Regions from separate parts of the Oryctolagus cuniculus genome. Here region 1 is linked to region 2. A link is a contact called in public Micro-C data. All regions are on one chromosome and are shown on one strand. The core of a region is the stretch at or near the end of the contact, and the rest is flanking DNA. Distances in the headings are between cores, read along the strand shown. Region 1 has its middle 13 kb from the start of IL20RA. Region 2 has its middle 120 kb from the start of IFNGR1.

The links. Hi-C and Micro-C count contacts between places; a contact is called where the count stands out from the background.
Region 1: a contact with region 2 is called in a Micro-C map of ear pinna, with 4 times the contacts expected there. The contact joins two enhancer-like sites. A contact is called at or near these places in 2 of 6 Hi-C or Micro-C datasets (ear pinna and psoas muscle).

The regions. Positions count from the first base shown.
Region 1 is chr5:31,785,730-31,791,495 of mOryCun1.1, forward strand. No RefSeq gene overlaps it. Among named protein-coding and RNA genes, the nearest start is that of IL20RA, 13 kb to the right of the region's middle. Within about 2 kb of position 4,457, at least 2 of the 8 cell types and tissues checked have an H3K27ac peak or open chromatin away from gene starts, as enhancers often do. A contact at or near this core is called in ear pinna, where this site is marked.
Region 2 is chr5:31,559,556-31,565,355 of mOryCun1.1, forward strand. No RefSeq gene overlaps it. Among named protein-coding and RNA genes, the nearest start is that of IFNGR1, 120 kb to the right of the region's middle. Within about 2 kb of position 1,341, at least 1 of the 8 cell types and tissues checked has an H3K27ac peak or open chromatin away from gene starts, as enhancers often do. A contact at or near this core is called in ear pinna, where this site is marked.

The DNA.
Region 1 (5,766 bases), core at 3,207-5,706, 230 kb after region 2:
TGGTCTTGCAGAAAAGCATGGATAGTTTTGACCTTGGGGTTTGTCCCATACTACTTGTTGAAATTTGGAATTAGTGTTTACAGGCCCACTTCGGGAAACCCTCTATAATTAAATTAAGAGGGAAACAAACCAACTGAAAAGAAACTTCATAGCTATACATGCCAACCTCCCAAGGCCTAGCATGAAGAAAATAATGCAGAATATCTCATTAGTAGTTTTTTTATAGGAGGGCACTTCAAAAGGTCACAGAAAAATGGAATTAAAATATAAGTTTATTGTGTTACAAAAAATGTTTGAAACCCATGCATACTCTCATTGTTTATATATTTATATGACAATATTTTATAAATATTAAAAGCTTTTACATTTTTTTAAAAAAAGTTATTTATTTGAAAAGTGGACTGACAGAAAGAGGGAGAGATAGAGTCTTACATATGCCAGTTCACTCCCCAAATGGTCATAACAGCCAGGGCTGAGCCAGGCCATAGCCAGGAACCCGGACCTGCATCTTGGTCTCCCATGTGTGTGGCAGGGGCCCAAGTGCTTGGACCATTATCTGATGCTTTCCCAGGAGTATTAGAGGGAAGCTGGATCAGAAGCAGAGCAGTCAGGACTCAAACCAGCACTCTGAATCGCAATACTAGTGGCATGGTCGGCAGTGGCTTAGCCCACTGCACCACAACACTGGCCACTTGAAAAATATGTGAGGGAAATTCCACAGCTACATTTCAAAGTCAAACTGTAGAGTCCTGAAGTACTCTCACCCACTGGTACAGTGCAAGGCCCCAAGGTGTGTACCCACTCATTCTCCACTTCCACTTGCCTTACCCAGTACCATGAAGCTGCTCTCCCTCTCCAAATCTCCCTTGAGGCCTGGCCTAGCTACCCACTAAGACTGATCATGCTTTTAGAGTTTTTTTTTTAATATTTTCATTTTATTTGAAAGGCAGAGAATCAGAGAGACAGAGACCGACAGACAGACATAGATCCTTCATCCACTAGTTCACTCCCCAAATACCCACCAACATCCGTGACTGCTCCAGGCCAGAGCTGGGAGCCTGGAACTCAATCCAACTCTCCCACATGGGTGGCAGGAATCCATGTGTTTGAGTCATCACCTGCTGCCTGCCAGGGTGTGCATTAGCAGGAAGCTGGAACAGGGCGCAGAACCAGAACTTGAACCCAGGCACTCCAAGATGAGACATGGGCATCCTAATTGGTACCTTAATTGCTAAGCCAAATGTGTGCTTAGTTTGGGGGTATTTACTGGATTTTGGACTATGTAAAAGCATTGGCTCTATAACTATTTTCTCTTCAAGTTGCATTAGTGCGTAACAACAACAGGACTCTTTGAGAATGGCCAAATAGAAAAGAGAGTAAAAATGAAAGTGACAGATCTGTTGAATTCTACAACGTTCCTTTCTGCCAGCAAAATAGCAGTGATAACATTTCATTGAGGAAAATACTAACAAAAGATTCTTCTTCCTCATTTCCCTCCCTTGTTCTTGGGGCATGCACGCATTTTCAGACTCACCATCATTGGAATCCCAAGGTTCTTGTGTGTGGTGTCTTTTGTACCTCATCAGGGAAAGAGCTGTGTCGCTGGCACCGCAGCTCCATAGGCTAATCCTCTGTCTGCGGCGCCGGCACACCAGGTTCTAGTCCCGGTTGGGGCTCTGGATTCTGTCCCAGTTGCCCCTCTTCCAGGCCAGCTCTCTGCTGTGGCCAGGGAGTGTAGTGGAGGATGACCCAAGTCCTTGGGCCCTGCACCTGCATGGGAGACCAGGAGAAGCACCTGGCTCCTGGCTTCGGATCAGCGCAGTGCGCTGGCCGCAGCATGCCAGCTGCAGCGGCCATTGGAGGGTGAACCAACGGTAAAAGAAGACCTTTCTCTCTGTCTCTCTCACTGTCCACTCTGCCTGTCAAAATACATAAATTAATTAAAAAATTTTTAAAAGATGAACACGGTGCCAGCATTAACAAGTGTCAATAAAACAGGCGTGGGGCGGGGAAGAGATGTTTTTCCTTGAGCTGTAGTTGTTTTCCCAGAGTAAGGATGAAATTATACTCTCTCACCGTGTTCTACCAGTGATCCCATAGCTTAAGAGTATGAATCTGTGGCCATTAAATAGAAGAAAATGGACCCACCAGGCATTAAATCAGGACATCACTTTCTTTTGCACACATTCTAGTCGGTCTTTGCAACAGAACACTCATTTCTTAAGAGAAGAAGAAAGCATAGCTCTTGTACTATGTGGAGCTCATCTTGATTTTATACTTAGATGCATTCTTATGGCCAGAAGAGGTCATTTGGGGAAATAAATGGGGTGAGAGGAGCTGAAAGTTGAGCTTTTTTTTTTTTTGTATATTGCTTGTGTTCAACTAAGAAATTCATATTTGATCATCAGAACAGGAGGAATCTAAGGGGTATCTGATTATGCTACCTGCCACTTTCTCTTTTGCGTTGAAAGCATGAGCAGGTGACCTGACTGTGCTGCTATGCATTGTTTCCCTATAATTGTGCTAAATCTGCAAACTGAAATTAAGTAGAAGCCATGGCATATATAAGGCAGCAGGCAGTTAAACAGGCATACTGCCTGAGAGCTGACACATTCTGATCGAGATGTAAGGGGTCGGGGGAGGCAAAGATTCTTTTAATAATTTCCTACTCTCCCCAATTGAAAGCAAGAGAGTCACAGAGTAACACGCTTTTCATTCTTACGCCGGGCAGGGTGTAAAAAGAATTGTGCTTCTTCAGCAAAACAAAACAAAAAAAGGACTCAAGTATTGTCATATTTCTTTTCTGAACCTAGATTTGAGCAGGGCCATTCCATCTGATTGTAATTCCTGTAGGTAAGCAGATGGGCAGGCAGCACACAGAGAATTATAATAATCTATGTGGGGTGTTCCAAAGACATGAGTTAATGCTTTGAAACCCATAAAGCTCGGGGTTTTATGAAGATGAACCGCATTATAGACCCACATGGAGCACACGCATGTGCTCCTGAAAATCACCCCCCACTGAATCAACTGCTCAGCTCATCTGCACCCCTGACCTTCGGGAAATGACCTAGGAGACGCATCCCGCATCCATAGTACAACAAAACTGTGCATGGGTTTCAAACTGTTTTTGTACCAAAATACACTCATCTTTGAAAAGCATGTTTTGCTTTTGACAGGCACAGTGATGTAGGGAGAGCAGGAGAGAGAGAGAGAGAGAGAGAGAGAGAGAGAGCCAGCTCCCATCACTGGTCTAGTTCCCAAATGCCCAGAAAGGCTGAGACTGGGCCAGTGCTGAAGCTGGGAGCCAGGAGCTTAGTTCAAGGCCTCCACATGGGTGGCAGAAACCCAATGACTTGAGCTAAAACCTGCAACCTCCCAGGTCCAGCACTGATAGGGAGCTGGAATCCCGAGCTAGAGCCAGGAAAAGAACCCAGGCGCTCTGATGTGGCATGTGAGCATTTTAACCCATAGACCAAATGCCTTCTGCCTGGTTTAAGATTTTGGTCTTTGATGAAACACTGAAATGTAGCAAGGACTTCATTGGTTGTGTCTCTACTGCAGCCACAGCCCTAAAACAGTATGCAGCACAGCGGAAGAGATTACTCACCAAGTTTCTGTTGGAAGTGGAATAAGTGGAGTGCACAAGAAACCCAGTGGGTCCTCTGCACGCAAGGGTTCTGGGTCTGCAGGCTCATTCGACCACAGAGGAAAAAGCATTTAGGGAAAAACGCATCTCTTCTGAGCCCACAGACGTTTCTTCCTTATCCTTATTCCCCCCAATAGTGAAGTCGAACAACTACACTTGGCGTTTGCATTGTATTGGGTACTGTAAGTAATCCAGAGATGGTTTAAAACGCACGGGAGGGAGTGCCTAGATTACATGCAAAGAGTTGGTGAGTTTACAGAAGTGGCGGGAGTCTGCACAGATGTGGGCTTCCTGCGGGCGGCGGTGGAAGTCCTAGAACCTACCCTGCCGCCAACACCACCTCCCGATACTGAGAGATGACTGAATTCCTAAAAGGAAGACAGCCAGCTTCTTGAAAGGGAAGAGAAAGGTGGGCTTAAACAGCCTCAAGGGGGAAGGCACCAGGAGACGTAGCAGCCGGCCGACCCCACTGTTATGTGATTCTTCATGCCACTAGCTGAAGAGGAACTGACTCAAACTGCAGCCTCGTGACACTCAGAAGTTTGTTAAATGTGAGAGCAAGTGTCCTGGTGCAGCGGAAGCTGGCCATTGACCCTTGTTTTCCATTACATAACTTCTCTGTGTCTTAACGGCGGGACGTGGGTGTGCCGTTTGAATGAAGCCTTGCTTCCAAGCCTGCTCCTGCAGATACGTCCGTCACCGTTTGACTGACAGATCCCTGGCAGCTGCCTTCCTTCTCTGGAGCGAGGTCTTGTGGGCAGAGACTAAAGCTGAGAGCCTCACTTGAGACCACTCGTCCCTTCTAAATCTTTCTGTGCTGCTCAGAACCAAAAATCAATTTTATGTAGGAACAGTAAGTGATTCCATATTGAGCAGACCCGTCCAGGTGAGTCGGTGCCCTCTGTCGCGGTTGTAAACCAGGAGGCTGCATACTCAGGAGGGAAGACTCAGTGGGACCCCAACACACAAAGTCCTGCCCACCTCTCCCACCCCGAGAAGCAGGAGCGTGAGCGAAGAGCGACACCTAGCGGCGCTCTCGTGCCTCTCGCTGTGCAGAGCGCTCTCGCCCTCCTGCGCCCACCACGGGAACCCCGAGAAACTACAGGAGGGTTCTGATTGCACCCCAGTTTCTACCCACAACACGTATGCTTCCTATTCGCCACCTTTTGCCTTTAGGATAAGCTCTCATGTCTCTCTGGAGTTCCACTGCTTAAAGCAGCGTCATAAAAGGTAGTACCTGAGGATGCTTAACAGTGGAGAAAAGGTAAAATTCCAAAATTGTGCTTTTTCTTGGTTTTCAAAATCAGGTGTCATTCAGTCAACAAATGCTTAACTATGCACCTGCTAAGTGCCAACCAGTGAGTGAAAGAGGAAATCTTAGCCCCTGGAGGTTATGCTCTTGCGGGAAAAGACAGTAACTTCACACACGTGTGTACACACACACATGTATACATACACAGACATCTCCTAATATTGGGTCATTTTAAGAGCAGAAGAGAACAAGGAAACTACGTAAGGCCCAGAGTTTGACAAGGGGATTGGTGTTCTTTGGGGTGGGGTCTGAGGACATTGAGCAGAAACCAAAATTAAGTGAGGGGTCAGGTCAAGAGAATTCCAAAGAGAAAAGCAATTGAAAGGTGATTTTCATGCAGAATCAAGCGTCTAGAGAAAACTGAAAATTAAATCCTTGGGACTGAAATAAAAACAATTATACTTGACAGCAATCCACATCTGTTATAGTTAAAGAAGAAAAGAAGTGAGGAGGCTAAGTGCTGTTTCCATGTTTTAAAGACGTGAGGCACAAAGCTGACCACAGGCAGCCTTTGAATTGGAAACGCAGGCACCAAGTGACACAGTGCGGGCTCATCACAAAATGCCACTGTTGACAATGCAGTTCAAGGGAAAGGCAGAGACTGTTAGGCAGGGGTGGCTCCTCTGCTGCTGCGGCCCCCATAGCTTCATTCAGCCTGTGTTTGTGCCTGCTCACAGATGAAATCACATGGTAATGGTCTTTTTGCATTGGGTTCTTTTCCATCTGTGAAATTCACGTTACTGCATGTAGCAGTAATTTATTTATTTTCATTGCTGTCTGGTATTTCATTATATGAATATACTAC
Region 2 (5,800 bases), core at 91-2,590:
GGTGCCTGCCTTCTCTAGATTCTTGATCTGACAAAGTTCACCAATTCTTTTCTCACTCCACCTATTAATTAAACTCCTGATAAGTGAACAATTGAAGAAATGAGTAAAAGGAATGTTTATCTGACACCTCAGACCATATCTCATTTCCACGACAAAATATAAGGAAAAATTCTTCCTGGAAAAGAAAGCCATAGCACTTTCTGCCTCTCAAGAAAAGATTAACAATGCACTTTTATTTCACACTTTTGGTAGTAGTGTTCCTGAAAGAGAACAGAATGATATGCAAGTAGGCCAAAAAAAAAAGAAAGAAGAAAGAAGTGCAAAATGTGCAAAGATAAGAAAAGTAAAAGAATAGTTTTTGTGGTGGTGGGACCACCATCTACTGGATGACCTTAGTTGATTTGTACTCCTTGAATCTAATATTTTCTACTTCTGTTTCATTTACTCAAAAAAGAGGGGAAAAAGCAATAACTACCATCTTTTCTTTGGGACATGGTAAAGGGAAAATAAAAAATAAGAAGTCAATTCACAATGAAAATAAGAATGAAAAAGGAACCAACTATTTTTAAGCACCTATTACTTAGCTTTAGAGAGCCTTGTGGATGTGATCCTACTTTGTATCCAGTTCTACTGTACATGCTCTGTATTGCATACATTAAGCTTTTGGTCCCAGGCTGTTATTTACTCTTCCAAAGGGCAAAACTAATAAGTGGTTGAGTAGAATTATACCATAGATAGATAGATAGATAGATAGATAGATAGATAGAGTTAAACATAAGAATAAAATACAAAAACCCTAGATGCAATCTTCTCATGCTAAAAAGCTTTCCAAGTAAATATTATAAGTTTACCTGTACTAAATTGATGCAGAAAAAAAATTTTCTTCATGAATTTAAAAATTAACTGCTGAATTAATTCTTGTGTCACAAACTGGAGCACAAGGAGGTTGACACAGTACCCAGCCCCAGGGAGCTCTGAGTGTGGTGAGAGACATAAGTGTGTGATCAGTCAGTTAGGATTCAGCAGGGCATAGACTTGAGGCAGGGGTGAAGGATGCTCTTGGAGAAGGTTGGATGGGAGGGCCACTGAGTGAGGAAACCAGGTGAACAGAGACCTGAAGGACAGAACGTGGTGACTTCTGGGAACTAATATAGGCATCCGATGGCTGGGGTAGAGAGATGAGGGCAGAATTAAACATGAAAGAGCCGGAATAGCGCTAACCTGGAAGCTATGGCTGAGATTGGATTCATTCTAAAGAATTCTGAGTGTCTTGTGATGTGTCTGAGGGGTAGGCAGCATGGAGCCAAATGGCAGAGGAGCACAACGTTAGACAGGTGACCACATGCAGTAGGTTGTCTATTAGTTCACCATTTCTTTGTCCCTTCACTCATACTGTGCTCACCTATGGGAACACCGCTCTGCATAACCCCGCCCACTCGAGGAGGCCACAGAACTCACTCTGGCCAACAGCATCTCAGTAGATCCAACACAGATCATCTTCAAGCAGAAGCTTCAAGTGGGGCCACCTTGAGCGACTGCTGTGGACATGAGACTCCTTAGCCCCAGAGAGAAGCTGCTCCTTCAGCCTCAGTCCCAAAATGAGAAAATATGCCCGAGCTTGGTCAAAAGCAGGCAAGCCAAGGCAAACACAGGCAAACCCAGGCAAACCCAGCCACGCCCTGGATTGCCTTGCATGCCTCTTGTAATGTGAGCAAGAAGTAAATGTTTTGTTAAACAACTGTGATTTGTTGTCACAATACTTATTGACTAATCAATCAGGTAAAATGCCATGACAATCCAAATGAGGATTGATTGGAGCACAGATTAATAGTGACACCCAAGTTGTCTTTTTTTTTTTTTTTTTTGATTAGTGATATTTGAGGGCTCTTTAAGAAATAACCAAAAAGAGCTTAGTAACTAGAGAAGAATATGAAAAATATAGAGGAGTGAATTATGACATCCAGATTTCTTAAGCAGTAACTAGACAGAGGAAGCAAAATTTTTAAGTGGATTCTTTGGTGGGTGCCAAGAAAATAAGTTAAGACTGACAAATATTTTCCCACATGTGTGTAATTATAATTAGTAAAGTGACTATCATCCATCTCTATTAAGCATCTAACAAGTGAAAATAAGCTTAATTTGCATGAAAAGAGGTTATTACATTCAAGAATAGCTCTTCTGACTAAAAAGGTTGTTAGTTATGAGAATGCATTATCCATGGTATTCAAGGAATTTTCTTTTACAGGATATATTTAGTTCCAGATTAGACATGGAAGTTTCAAAATTAATTATGAAGGAAGATCATTTCTAGTGGTGTGATTTTACACCCAGTCTTTCCTCGTCCCCAGTTACTTTGATGATGTTTATTTTATCTCTCTGGGTCTTCATTTTGCCTTCTGTAAAATCAGGCCAGGAAACTAGATGATTCTGAATACCCTCTGCAGTTTGGAAGTAGGAAAAGAGACACCCCCTCCTTGGCCCGCAGGATATAATAGGAAAAGCCACTGCCTGGGTTATAAGTGAGGCATTGGGATCTATGGCAAAGAAGCCTACATACAGCATCCTTTTATATATTGATGCCAATACTGAGAGAGAGAGAGAGAGAGAAATAGAGAGAGGGAGAGTCTTAAACCAGAAATATGTCCTTTCTCCTGAAAGGAAAAAAGCCCAATTAAAATTATTTTTAACATAATTAAAATGTGTAAAAATGATTGAGAGATGTAATTTTTGTGACTTTTTTTCCTGTGACTATAAATTCCAAATATCTAATGCCTTAATCCTTATTGCATTTAAACTTTATAGTTTGGCTTGAGTTACTACTATACTTTGCCCTGAGAAAACGTTTAGAATAAGCAATACCTACATTTGACTTTAGACCTAGTTCAGCATAAAACATGATATGCAATATTCAGACTTCTTGGAGTTGACAACTGAATTGCTTTTGCAACTGTGTGACCCTAAATAACCAGGTTCTTGAAGTATGAGTTAATATCATTCAATATTTGCTTATAAAATGTCTGGCGCATCTTAAGTATTCCCCCGATAATGAGTCATTCATTGGCACTGTCACGTCTGGTCTATGGTGGAGAGTGAATGAAGCAGGCACTTTCAAAGCTGATCTCAACGCTAACTGGAACACTAAGCTACCAACCAGTTAGCAGTATTTCTTGAGCAGAGGGTTCTGCAAGTTCAGCCTCTGTGTAACACAGAAGGAAAGGCAACCAGTGTTAGAAAATACTGTGCCACCTTAGACCCAAAGTGGAAGTGAAGCTTCAAGTTGAAAACCAAACGCAAACAAAATGTAGGAAGTTTTCTGATAGTAGTGTTCCTCAAATCCTAAAAATAAATAAGAACATGCTGACTCTTGATTTACTAAGGATTAAGTAATAGGCGGTCTGAAATACAGAGGGAGAGGTATAACCATGAATTGTGAAATAATTACCTTGAGTTCCAACCCAACTATGCCCCACATGGCTAACAGAGAGTTTTTTTAACTTTTATTTAATAAATATAAATTTCCTAAGTACAACTTTTAGATTATAGCAGTTTTTCCCCCCATAACCTCCCTCCCACCCTCAACCATCCCATCTCCCACTCCCTCTCCCATCCCATTCTTCACCAAGATTCATTTTCAATTATCTTTATATACAGAAGATCAACTTAGTATTAGGCTCAGAGTTAGTAGGGAGTAATTTTTCTGAGTTGAAATATAGCTACTGTGTAACTTTGTGCATAGTAGATATGCAACAAAAGGGTTAAAAACCCTCAATTGAGTATAGGAAAATTAGCTATTGCTCTATTTAACCCAACCTATTCCACATGGAATATGACTATATCAGAAGATTTCATACTGCTAATTATTTGCAAGTGAGTCAATAGTATTTCAGTGAGAGGGAAAAAAGGTCAAACACTGGTTATTTAAGGGCAAGCATTAAATGCAGTCATTAAGAAGCCACTTGGAATGCTCACATTCCATACCAGAGTGTGTTGGTTTGTGTGCCAACACTGCTTCCAATTCCAGCTTCCTGCTCATGTACACCCTAGGAGGCAGCAGGTGATGGCTCAAGTATTTGGGTCCCTGCCACCCACGTGGGAGAGTCAGCTTGAGTTTCAGGTTCCTGGCTGAGGCCCTGTCCCAGTTGTTCTGAGTATTTGGGGAGTGAACCAGCAGGTGGAAGAGTTATTTCTGCCTATAAATTAAAAAAAAATTAATCATGGTTATTTCAGTTCTTAATATAATCAAATGAAATACTGATCTTGGTTTACCTAATGAAAACACACATCATGATAATACTGAGCATTTATGGAGCATATGTCTACTAGGCATCATTCTGAGCACAGTGGGGTATGTATGCACGTGTGTGTGTGTCCATTTCATTCTCACAAGGACCATACAAGGTAGGTAGTATTATTATCCCCATCTTACATATGAGGAAACTGAGGCAGAAAGGTTAAGCAACTGACTTAAGATCACACAGTTAGTAAGTTTCATTCATAACTCAGACACAAGCACCTTATCTCCATTATAACAAAATACTATGATGTACCTCCAAACTAACTAGTATTTATTTCATTCAAATCTCTCTCCTAAGACTAGTATTTCCCCAAGGTTTAGTGTGACAACTCAAACCAAATCTCATGGTGCTAAATATTCTCCTTAGTTTAAAAGTCCTGTGAGGATGAGCATTTGGCTTAGTTGGTTAAGACACCAGTTATGACGCCTACATTCCATATTGGAGTGTCTGGGTTTGATCCTCAGGAACAGCTCTTTATTCCTGCTTCCTGCCAGTGCAGACCCTGGGAGGCAATGGGGATGGTTCAAGTAGCTGGATTCCTGCCACTCACATAGAAAACCTGAATTGAGTTCCCTGCACTTGGCTTCAGAATGGCTGATGTAAGCCAATCACTGCAGGTATTTAGGAGAACCACAGGTGGGAGTTTCCTCTTCCTCTCTTTCTCTCTGCCAGTCAAATTTTTTTTAAAAAATCACAAAAATATTTAATTGCAATTAAAATAAAATCTGCTTTCAATGGATTTCAAATCCCAAGCTCAATTTAACCTATCCTTCCACCTTATACCATGAAAAACAAAATGAAAAATTTACAAGAAGGATCTGCAAAATCTTTCATGGAAAATATGTATTATGAAAAACCATGTACAGACTTCAAAATATTTTGCATCAAAATAAACTTTTTTTTTAACTTTTATTTAATGAATATAGATTTCCAAAGTACAGCTTATGGACTACATTGGCTTCCCCCCTGCCCATGACTTCCCTCCCACCTGCAACCCTCCCCTTTCCCGCTTTCTTTCCCCTTCCATTCATATCAAGATTCATTTTCAATTTTCTATATATACAGAAGATCATAAACTTATTTTTTAATTCTGTTTTTCCACAATTTTTTGAAGTCCCCTCATATATTAATGATCACTTTATTATCTGATCATCCAAACTTTGAATGGAGGCAGATCAAAAATTGAATTCAAAAGGAATTGAGACATGGAAGTTTATTAGACCTTTAGTTTATGTCTCTATATCTTTCAATTTTATTTGATGTAAATAAAATGATAGCCTGCTGTGCAATTATGTCCATTGCCATAGGTTAATCCTCCACCTATGGCACCAGCATCCCATATGGGTGCTGGTTCTAGTTCCGGCTGCTCCTCTTCCCACCTAGCTCTCTGCTATGGCCTGGGAAAGCAGTAGAAGATGGCCTAAGTCCTTGGGCCCCTGCATCCACATGGGAGACCGGGAGGAGGTTCTTGGCTCCTGGCTTCAGATTGGCACAGCTCCAGCCTT